Regions from separate parts of the Mus musculus genome. Here region 1 is linked to region 2. A link is a contact called in public HiChIP or PLAC-seq data. All regions are on one chromosome and are shown on one strand. Each heading gives the region's core, a stretch centred on a gene start, on an enhancer-like site or on the middle of the called end of the contact. The rest is flanking DNA. Distances are from core to core; before and after follow the strand shown. Region 1 overlaps Gnao1 (guanine nucleotide binding protein, alpha O). Region 2 overlaps Gm26843 (a long non-coding RNA gene).

Region 1 (4,385 bases), core at 1,086-3,585, 130 kb after region 2:
AGGACAGAGCTGTCCTGTTATGCCAAGGGGCTCCCTGGCTTTACTGAGACCAAATAGTCTGATAGCTTGTGAGATCTTCCTCGACAGCTGATAGCACCCTCCCATGGGATCCAGCTAAGGTGGGGCCAACTGGTGCCCCAGATCTCTGGGCCCTGATGTGGTGCCAGTCCGCCCCTGACACGAGTTCTATGAGAAGCCGTCCTGTTACTGCAGAGCAGGATATGGTATTTAGTCTGTGGCTCTGGAATCATGTCTGTTTGGTGAAGGCTGATCAAAATCTGAACTATATGAATAGGACCTGGAAAAGGAACCGGTGTGTGTCCCTACTATGCACAGTCCACTTGGGACGTTGCTGTTGGCTCCTTGCTATTTTTGCAGATGAAGAAGAGCAGACTGGGAAGCGAGTGGAGAAATGCTAACAGAAATTCCCTGGGCCCTCAGAGGATGTGCTGGATCTGGCTCAGCTCAGTCTCCACCCAGGCTCAATCCATCCTGTCTGCCTTAATGAAACGATGGTGGGGGTCACTGTAGCAGGTGGGACTCAGGGAAACGGTAGCATTCACTGCATTGGCAGGATGGAGAGTACTCAATGTTTGCTATATGCGCTGTCCTGGACACTGGGTATTCAGCTCCCCTAGGAAGCTGTGTGAAAGAGAGGCTGCAGCCGGGCAAGAGAAAGTGGGAGGCTGAGGAGGAAGTCATCCTGGCCTAGTCGCTGGGCAAGAGATGGTGGTCACTGGGAGCTTGATTGTGGCAGTAGATGGTGAGAAGTTTCTGGAGTCTGTAGTTAGAGTCAATAGGACCTGCTTATGAGAGGACCATCATCTGCTGATAAGTCAGCAGTGTTGACAGAGAAACCCTTGTCTGTAGAGTTCCCTGTGTCCCCACCAAGGCTCCATCCAGTCTCCTAAAGGACTAAGAAAGAACAGCGTGCACTCTGCTCTTACAAGTCAGCTGGAGCCAGCCAGAGCCAGCCCAGCATAACTCTGTATCAGGCTGTGGAAGCAAAGCTTGAAGAACAGTACCAGGTCTTTGGCCTCAGCACTGGGATGGGCGGCGTGCCCTCAATGGAGGTGCAAACAGCTAGACGTGGTGAGGGGGAAGGGGTAGTAGGAGGAAAATGATCTGTGTGGACTTATGCATCTTTTGATGCCCAAGTATCTGCTTAATATGTTCTGGGCACCTGCATATTTTGTCAATAAATGGTATTTCTTTCAGGACGTGAGAGCTTGGTTTCTGCTGTTATAGGATGATAAACTGAGGAAGAAAAGGCTAAGAAATGTCGCCACATTTGTATGTACGACCACAAATGGCAGAGTTGAGGTCTTGACTGCCCCCAACATTGACCCTTGGAATCCACGTCCTCTTTAGCTCTATGCCTTACTTTAGGGGTTTTAGGGGAAAGTGAGGCTTTAAGACCGGAGAAGAAATAACAGAATATGTCCTAAGGCCACTCAGACTAAGGCCACACCCCACACTCAGACTGTTTGACAGTTTAAAAAAGATGATGAAGAAGAAAAACTAAGTGTAATTCCCTCAATAATGTCCCCTGCCGTGCCACCACCACTCACCAGTTCCTCAGGTCACTGCTGTTCTCCACCTGACCACTGGAATCTGGTTTTGCTCGATCCAGGAGGCATTTATAGCATCCCTCACTCTAGAGGAGCCAGGGTTTAATGGCCTCTGAGGGCTGCCCCTTGGCTTGTTCCCTGCACTATCTCAGGACATAAGCACCCGCCTCCTCTGGCCTGAGCCTGGCCTTGGGTCTTGCTGTGCGTTACTGATCGCCATGCTTAGCTGCCTTCTTCCAGTCCAATGCCAGTTACCAACGTGGTAACAACTGACCCGCTGATACTAAGACCATAGCACCTCTTTCCCTGGCTGAATCCTTACTATTTTGCTTACAAGTGAAGGCCTTTTTCTATTGGCAGCTTTTTGACCTTCTGGTAAAAGTAATGAAGATAATGGCCCATCTCAGCATCACTGGGTGTGGCTGGTGCTGAGCGAATGCTGCTGTCAGGTAGTCTGAAAGGAGCCTGCAGTCTGGCTCTCTGGGCAGCAGAGGCCTGTACTCTCTCCTGGGACAGTGCCTAGCTCTGTTACCCAAAGTGGCATAGCAGGACTGACAGGTAAGTCTCTCCCCAGCATGGCATGACCAGGAAGCCAAGGCTGATGGCACTTTCCAGAGGCAGGGAGAAAAGGCCAGCTTGCCTCATCTAGACAGTGTCTGGGTTCCAGGTGAAGCCGTAGAGGAAGGTGTCCCCAGGTGGACCAGGGCCACACGCAGGCTGGAGTATATAGAGAACCCCATAGAGCAACAGGCCTTGCCAGGCATCGCCACCTAGGGGCCTCTTAGGTGAAAGATTTTGAACCTCTGCCTGTCTGTGTCGTTAGATTATGCACATTAAAATGCATAAGACAAATAGAAAATAGAGAAGTTAACCAAAAATTACTGTAATTAAAAATGCGCTGGTTTTCCTGACTCTGCCGGTGCTGCTCCACCCCCACTCTGCCGACTTAGCCTGCTAGGATTGGACAGCCATGCCGCAGGAAGCGTCGAGCACAGCATGGCCAGGAAATGCAGCAGATCTGCAGTTTTCTTCAGACAGTCTCCCTGCCACACACACACACACACACACACACACACACACACACACACACGTGTCGTGTTTCCTAGCTGTCTTATCCTACTCTGCACTCTGTGAGAGCAGGGATTGTCTATTCCATGATCCCTGGCACACAGTGAGAATTTAGTTAGGTACTTGGTGATTGGATTAACCTTCTCTTTACAAATGCTACTTAGTAAACTTTTGTAATGGAGGATTCCAAAGATGGAGGCGGGATCCTTGGAGGAATAGCTGCTTTTTTGGGGAAGACTTCCCTGTTATCTTTACCTGTGGTTGGGGGCAGGCAGATACAGTGGTTGGCTATCAGCCAACTAGGAGGCACTGTTCTAGGGTGGACAGAGGCATGGAACTTGACCTTCAGGTAAAGTGACGAAATCAGTTCTGTTATCTGTATTTTGGAGATTCAAAACAAAACAAAAACCCCATATGGCCCAGAAACTCAATTTTATCTAATTCCAATGTGCTAAAGCCATGGCTGACAGGCAGCAAGCCTACTGGGAATGCCTGTGGAGTTGGAGAAAGGCAGCTTCTTTGCTCTCCTAGGGCTATCCCATTCTCCCTCCAAGAAGCCCTACTGCAAAGGGAAGGCAGTTGAGCCAGGGCCTCTGAACTCATCACTGGGGTGACCCACATCTGCCTGAGTTCCTTGGGTATCTGCTTACCTTTTTCTTTTAAAATTTCATGTGACTTCGTGCATTCTCCTTATATGGTAAAACAGATCCCTTCCGTTTTATCATAAACATAATGCTTTTGATTGTTTAAGCACTTGGCATAAATAACTTGAAAAACAAACACCAACAAAGAAAACAGAAAACTTCATTAGGGCTGCTGTCTTCTGTTTACCTCTTGGAAAGCTTGCTCCTGCTGTGAGCTCTGCAAAGACCATTGCAGGCTGGGTAGGCGGCCTGGTTTCTTCCATTGCCCACAGTGGGATCTCATGCCACTTGTCCCCTGTGCAAACACAGCTTGTCTGGAGGAAGCAGGACATTCACTTCTGAGCCTGACCATCTGTTATTTCAGACCTGGATGATGGCAGCACCAGGGTGAATGGAGCCTTTAGCAAACAGTGCCTGGCCTGACCCAATGATAAAAGGCTACCTCTCAAGCAGGTTTTATAGCTTGGCCCTGTTGCTTTACTCTGAGAGTTGGTAAGGAGAAGCACATAAAGTAAGAAATATCTTTTTTTTTTTTTTTTTTTGGTCTTTCGAGACAGGGTTTCTCTGTGTAGCCCTGGCTGTCCTAGAGCTCACTCTGTAGACCAGGCTGGCCTCAAACTCAGAAATCCGCCTGCCTCTGCCTCCCGAGTGCTGGGATTAAAGGCATGCACCACCACTGCATCTTGATACGTCTTGAAATAAGCCTTGTGGTTGATTTCATATGGACAGAGTTCTGGTGTGGTATGCAAAACAGACCAGTGAGACTCGACCCAGAAGACCATGGTTCCGATAGCTGAGGGCTCTATGTTGATGCTTCAGTGCCGGGTTCCCCCTTTGACAAGAGAGTGAGATTCTAAGACTTTGACTGACTCTTAGATGGGTTTCTTCACAGCTTTTCTTTTCCTCCTTCTGGGACTCTATTCTAGAGTCATGCCATGGTATCAAACCAGGCCTCTTTCAGAACATCCAACCTAATGTTCCCAGATGGAAAACTGAGCCCAGAGACAGATAGGGAAGCCCCCACCGCAGCATCACCTGACCATAAAGTAGCAGACTGTCAACTTTCTCAATTTCCTAGCCATGGTTAATCTCCACCCTGTGG
Region 2 (4,001 bases), core at 146-2,645:
GAAAGGGGAGGGGGGAGAGGGAGGGGGAGAGGGGGAAGGAGAGAGTAAGCAGCTCTTGGGTCACCTGGTCTTCCAAATCTGGGCCTTTGAGAATGTCACTTCCTAGAAGCAGGGTAACAGATGATTGGCTATTGGTGACATCATATTAAGGGATGACACTATAGTAAAGGGCTTGGCAGTTAAGAACAAGGTACCTCAGGGATATTTTTCTCCTCTGGTCCAAAGGATGAAATTACCCAACTGCTTGCTTCAGATAGCCCTAGAGAATCAAAGACATGGTGGTTTAGAACAGAGATCTAGAAACAAAAACAAAACAAAACAAAAGAGGTCTACCAGAGCATCTTTGGGTCTTGGGTTTCATTTCCTCAAAAGTCTTTTAGTGGGGCTTTTAACTAGTTCAGCAGTTAAGAGCACTGACTGCTCTTCCAGAGGTCCTGAGTTCAATTCCCAGCAACCACATGGTGGTTCACAACCATCTGTAAAGGGATCTCATGCCCTCTTCTGGTGTGTCTGAAGACAGTATCAGTGTACTCACATACATGAAATAAATAAATAAATCTTTTTTAAAAAACAGCCTTTTAGTAGACAACTCTAAATGCCATGTTCCCTGATATAACTTCAGAGAGGGAGAGACAGAGACAGAGATAGAGAAAAACACAGAGAGACAGAGTCTGAGGGAAGAGAATGCATTTTCACACATGCTCTCTTTAATTCATAGCCCTCCTCACCAAGAGTCCTCAGTCCTGTGTGATTTAGTGAGGGTCAAGGAAGCACGGAAGGAAGGGCTAGCGATGTCTACCTGTTCCACGTTTAGCAGTCGGCCCTTTTCATATCTCTCTTTTGACTTTCTACCAAATTCTTAAAATAACTCCACTTTACAGGTAATAAATCTGGGTTCTGGGTAGATGAATAACTTATTCTTATAGCTAATGAGCATGCATGCTGAGGATTTGTCTCTGTGATTCCTTGGCGGTCAAGAACAAGGTCCACGGACTTTTTACTACACCCTACCCAGCCCTGCCTGAGTCAGGAAATCCTCCCGAGTGATGTCATAAGATGCTACTGGTCCTAAAATGTCCTTCCTGGGACACAGAAACCAGTATTCTAAGACTGTAAATTGTCTCCACAGGGTGAATGGAAATAACCTGACTTGGCTCCTAGAGCCTTTTTTTCTGATGTAATCCACCTTCACCACCCTCCCCCCCCCCCATGAACACATTCTATTTCTGGAGTGGTAAAGGGGATCCCCCTCCCCAGACATTAAGGCCATAAGGAAAGGAAAGCCAGGCTGAGGATAAGGAACTGAAACTCACCAGGTTGCAGACAGAGAATAGGACGCAGCCATGGAAACCACCCAGGAACATATGCCATTTGGTTTCTTCCCTAATTACAGGGAAATGCATGTGTGTCAACACTCTCTCTCACTGAGTACACTGGAAAGTGCCCATGTCAGCGCTTAGTAAACTACAGGCACAGAAAATATTTAATGGATGAATAGATTCTCCCTCTCTCCCATACCCTCTAAACCTAAGTGGTTGTCTCATTTCCCTGTACCTAAGAGACGTCATGATGGCACTGTGAGCCCTGACTATTTCTTTGGCTTTGCATCTCTGAAGGCTTCCTTTCAGTCTGAAGGTTGGTCCGTCACCAGCCTTTTCTTTTACCCTTATCTTTTCTTAGTTCAAGTGCTCTTGCTCCTGTCACAGTATTGGCTCAGGAACTCTCTGAATCTCCTTTGCCAACCTTTCAGCTGTGAAGTTCTCCAAAATGATTGGTCTAGCATCTCTAGGGCTTTGATACCTAAAAGAACTCCTGCTTCAATATCATAGTCTATCCTATAAACATTGCAGATGAGCAGACTCATGTGGTTTCTCTATCTTGCTTTGGTCCAGCCCTTGTTAACTCTATGACAACCATAACAATTTACCTTAAAAGTGATTCCTGAAACAAACTCTGGCTGTGATGGAATTAAGGGAACCAACTACCTTTGTCACTAAAAGTTGTATATATCCAGTACTGCAAAATTTTATGAAATAATTGTTTTTAGGCACTAGAAAATAATTTAAACGAGTCCCTGGGTTTCTACTTCTAACCTTGCATCAGACCCCAAAATAGGAATGAGGAATACATGCAGAGGATGGGGCCTCCTGAGCTGAAGAAATGTGGATCAAAGCTAAAGGGGAGCGTAGTGGCTGGAGTTTGAGGCACAGGAATACAAAACAAAGAGCTTCAAGGAGAAAGCATCTGCTAGGTCGCCGGGTGACCCTGTATCTTTTGATATCTGTACACCACGACTACCTAGAGAGCAACTACCAAAGAACATTTACCAGCGGTCCATGAGCTGACGAACGAATAGATCCTACATGCGCCTGGGAGACATTCCTGTTAATAACCATCCAGAAGGAAGAAAACTTGCAAAACACCCAGGGAATTCACTAAAAACATTATTACGTTCCTGTCTCGAATTCTGGTAGAGTATCTGACATAAGCAATCTACAATGAGGAAAGACCTATTTTGGCCCCCCATTCCGGAGAATTCAGTGCATGGTTATTCGGCCCCATAAACTTCATCAGACTACTATGGCGTGTGTTACAGAGGTTGTTCTTCGTGAGAAGCAGAGTGAGACAGAAAACTATAGCAAACAGTCCCACAGTCACCTGCTTCCTCCAAGTAGCCCCACTTCCTAGCCTTCACCACCTTCCTGGAGTGTCACCATATTATGATGGCATCAAGGAATTAGCTAATTCGTTATTTCAGAGTACTCATGATCTAATTATCTCTGGAAATGCCCTCATAGGAGCACCCAAAGGTGGGTTCACAAGTGGACCATCACAAAGACCCTAGAAAACCCAACCCTTAAAGCGTGGGGTTGTTTAATAATAGCAAACTGTCTAAAGTCAAGGGACCTTAGAGAATACCAAACAGTCTAACATGGAATTGGAGTCTCAGAAGAAGGGAGGGAGGGAGATATATTTTTTGAAGAAATAGTGTCTGGAAATTTTTACAAACTCGAGTGCTACATATTCACAGATCCCAGTTCACTCAACATTAAGGAGGTTAAATATAAAGACAACGACATCGCCACACCATATAGCATCAGCACATGGCATAAATGCGGTACCAGACACTAATCAGAAAGGGGAAAAAAAAAACTTCAAAGCTGCAGCAGCAGCCAAGGGAAAAGATGAAATACCATAAATAATGTAAGTGACAAGACAATCAGTGACATTGTTTAACTCTGAAAGGAAAAGGTGTCAATGTAGTTTCAGTGGACAATGAAAATGTCGTCGTTCAGGAGAGAAGCTTGCAATCCTGAAGCAGCCAGCAGACCGCAGCATCAACGTACGTACGTGAAGCGAATGTCTTCAAGCCAAAGGAATGTGGGTCCAAATAAAACGTCAGGTCTTTGGAACACTCGGCCTTAAATGGGGTGTCTCCATCAAATCCCTCCCCTCAGAGCTCAGGGAGCCCCGTGAAAGAGGGGAAAGGGGGACAGAAAGAATGTAAGAGCCAGAGAGGATGGAAGCCACCGAGAAAACATGACCCTCAAAATCAACATGAGCAAAGCTCATACGAACTCACAGAGTGTGAAGTGGCGTGCACCGGACTGGGTCCGCACGGGTCTGCCCAGGGCCTCCCACTAAATACTACAGCTTCCGGTGTAGCATGTTTACCGGACTCCTGAGCGTGTGAACAAGCGTGTCTCTGACACCTGTTCCTTTTCTCGGGCTCTTTTTCTTCTGTTGGTTTGTCTTGTCCAATTTTGATATGATAGTCTTATTTTCTCTTATCATATATTTTATTTTTAATACTTGATTATCATCTCTCAGACGTCTGCTCCTTTCTAACGAGAGACAGAAAGGGAGTGGATCTGGTTGGGAAGGGAGGTGGGAAGGAACTGGGAGGAGTAGAGAGAGGGGAAAAAATGATCGGGATTTATTATGTGAGAAAATAATCTATCAAAAAAAGAAAAGAAAAGAAAAGAAAAGAAAAGAAAAGA

The links. HiChIP or PLAC-seq counts read pairs in DNA pulled down with a chosen protein or histone mark.
Region 1: a PDX1 HiChIP or PLAC-seq map of a beta-TC-6 cell line shows a contact between it and region 2, with 10 times the contacts expected there. The contact joins two enhancer-like sites. A contact is called at or near these places in 2 of 484 Hi-C or Micro-C datasets (nephron progenitors and pancreatic cancer cells) and 2 of 115 datasets of contacts at active chromatin or transcription factors (a beta-TC-6 cell line and large pre-B cells).

Annotation. Positions count from the first base shown.
Region 1 is chr8:93,841,771-93,846,155 of GRCm38.p6, forward strand. The region is part of intron 2 of Gnao1 (guanine nucleotide binding protein, alpha O); the gene reads left to right. Among named protein-coding and RNA genes, the nearest start is that of 4930488L21Rik, 30 kb to the left of the region's middle. Within about 2 kb of position 2,336, at least 18 of the 459 cell types and tissues checked have an H3K27ac peak or open chromatin away from gene starts, as enhancers often do.
Region 2 is chr8:93,712,121-93,716,121 of GRCm38.p6, forward strand. The region is part of intron 1 of Gm26843 (a long non-coding RNA gene); the gene reads right to left. It overlaps Gm30606 (predicted gene, 30606), which reads right to left. Exons shown (of 3, transcript NR_154559.1): 2 at 195-259. Among named protein-coding and RNA genes, the nearest start is that of Gm30606, 5.9 kb to the right of the region's middle. Within about 2 kb of position 1,396, at least 8 of the 459 cell types and tissues checked have an H3K27ac peak or open chromatin away from gene starts, as enhancers often do.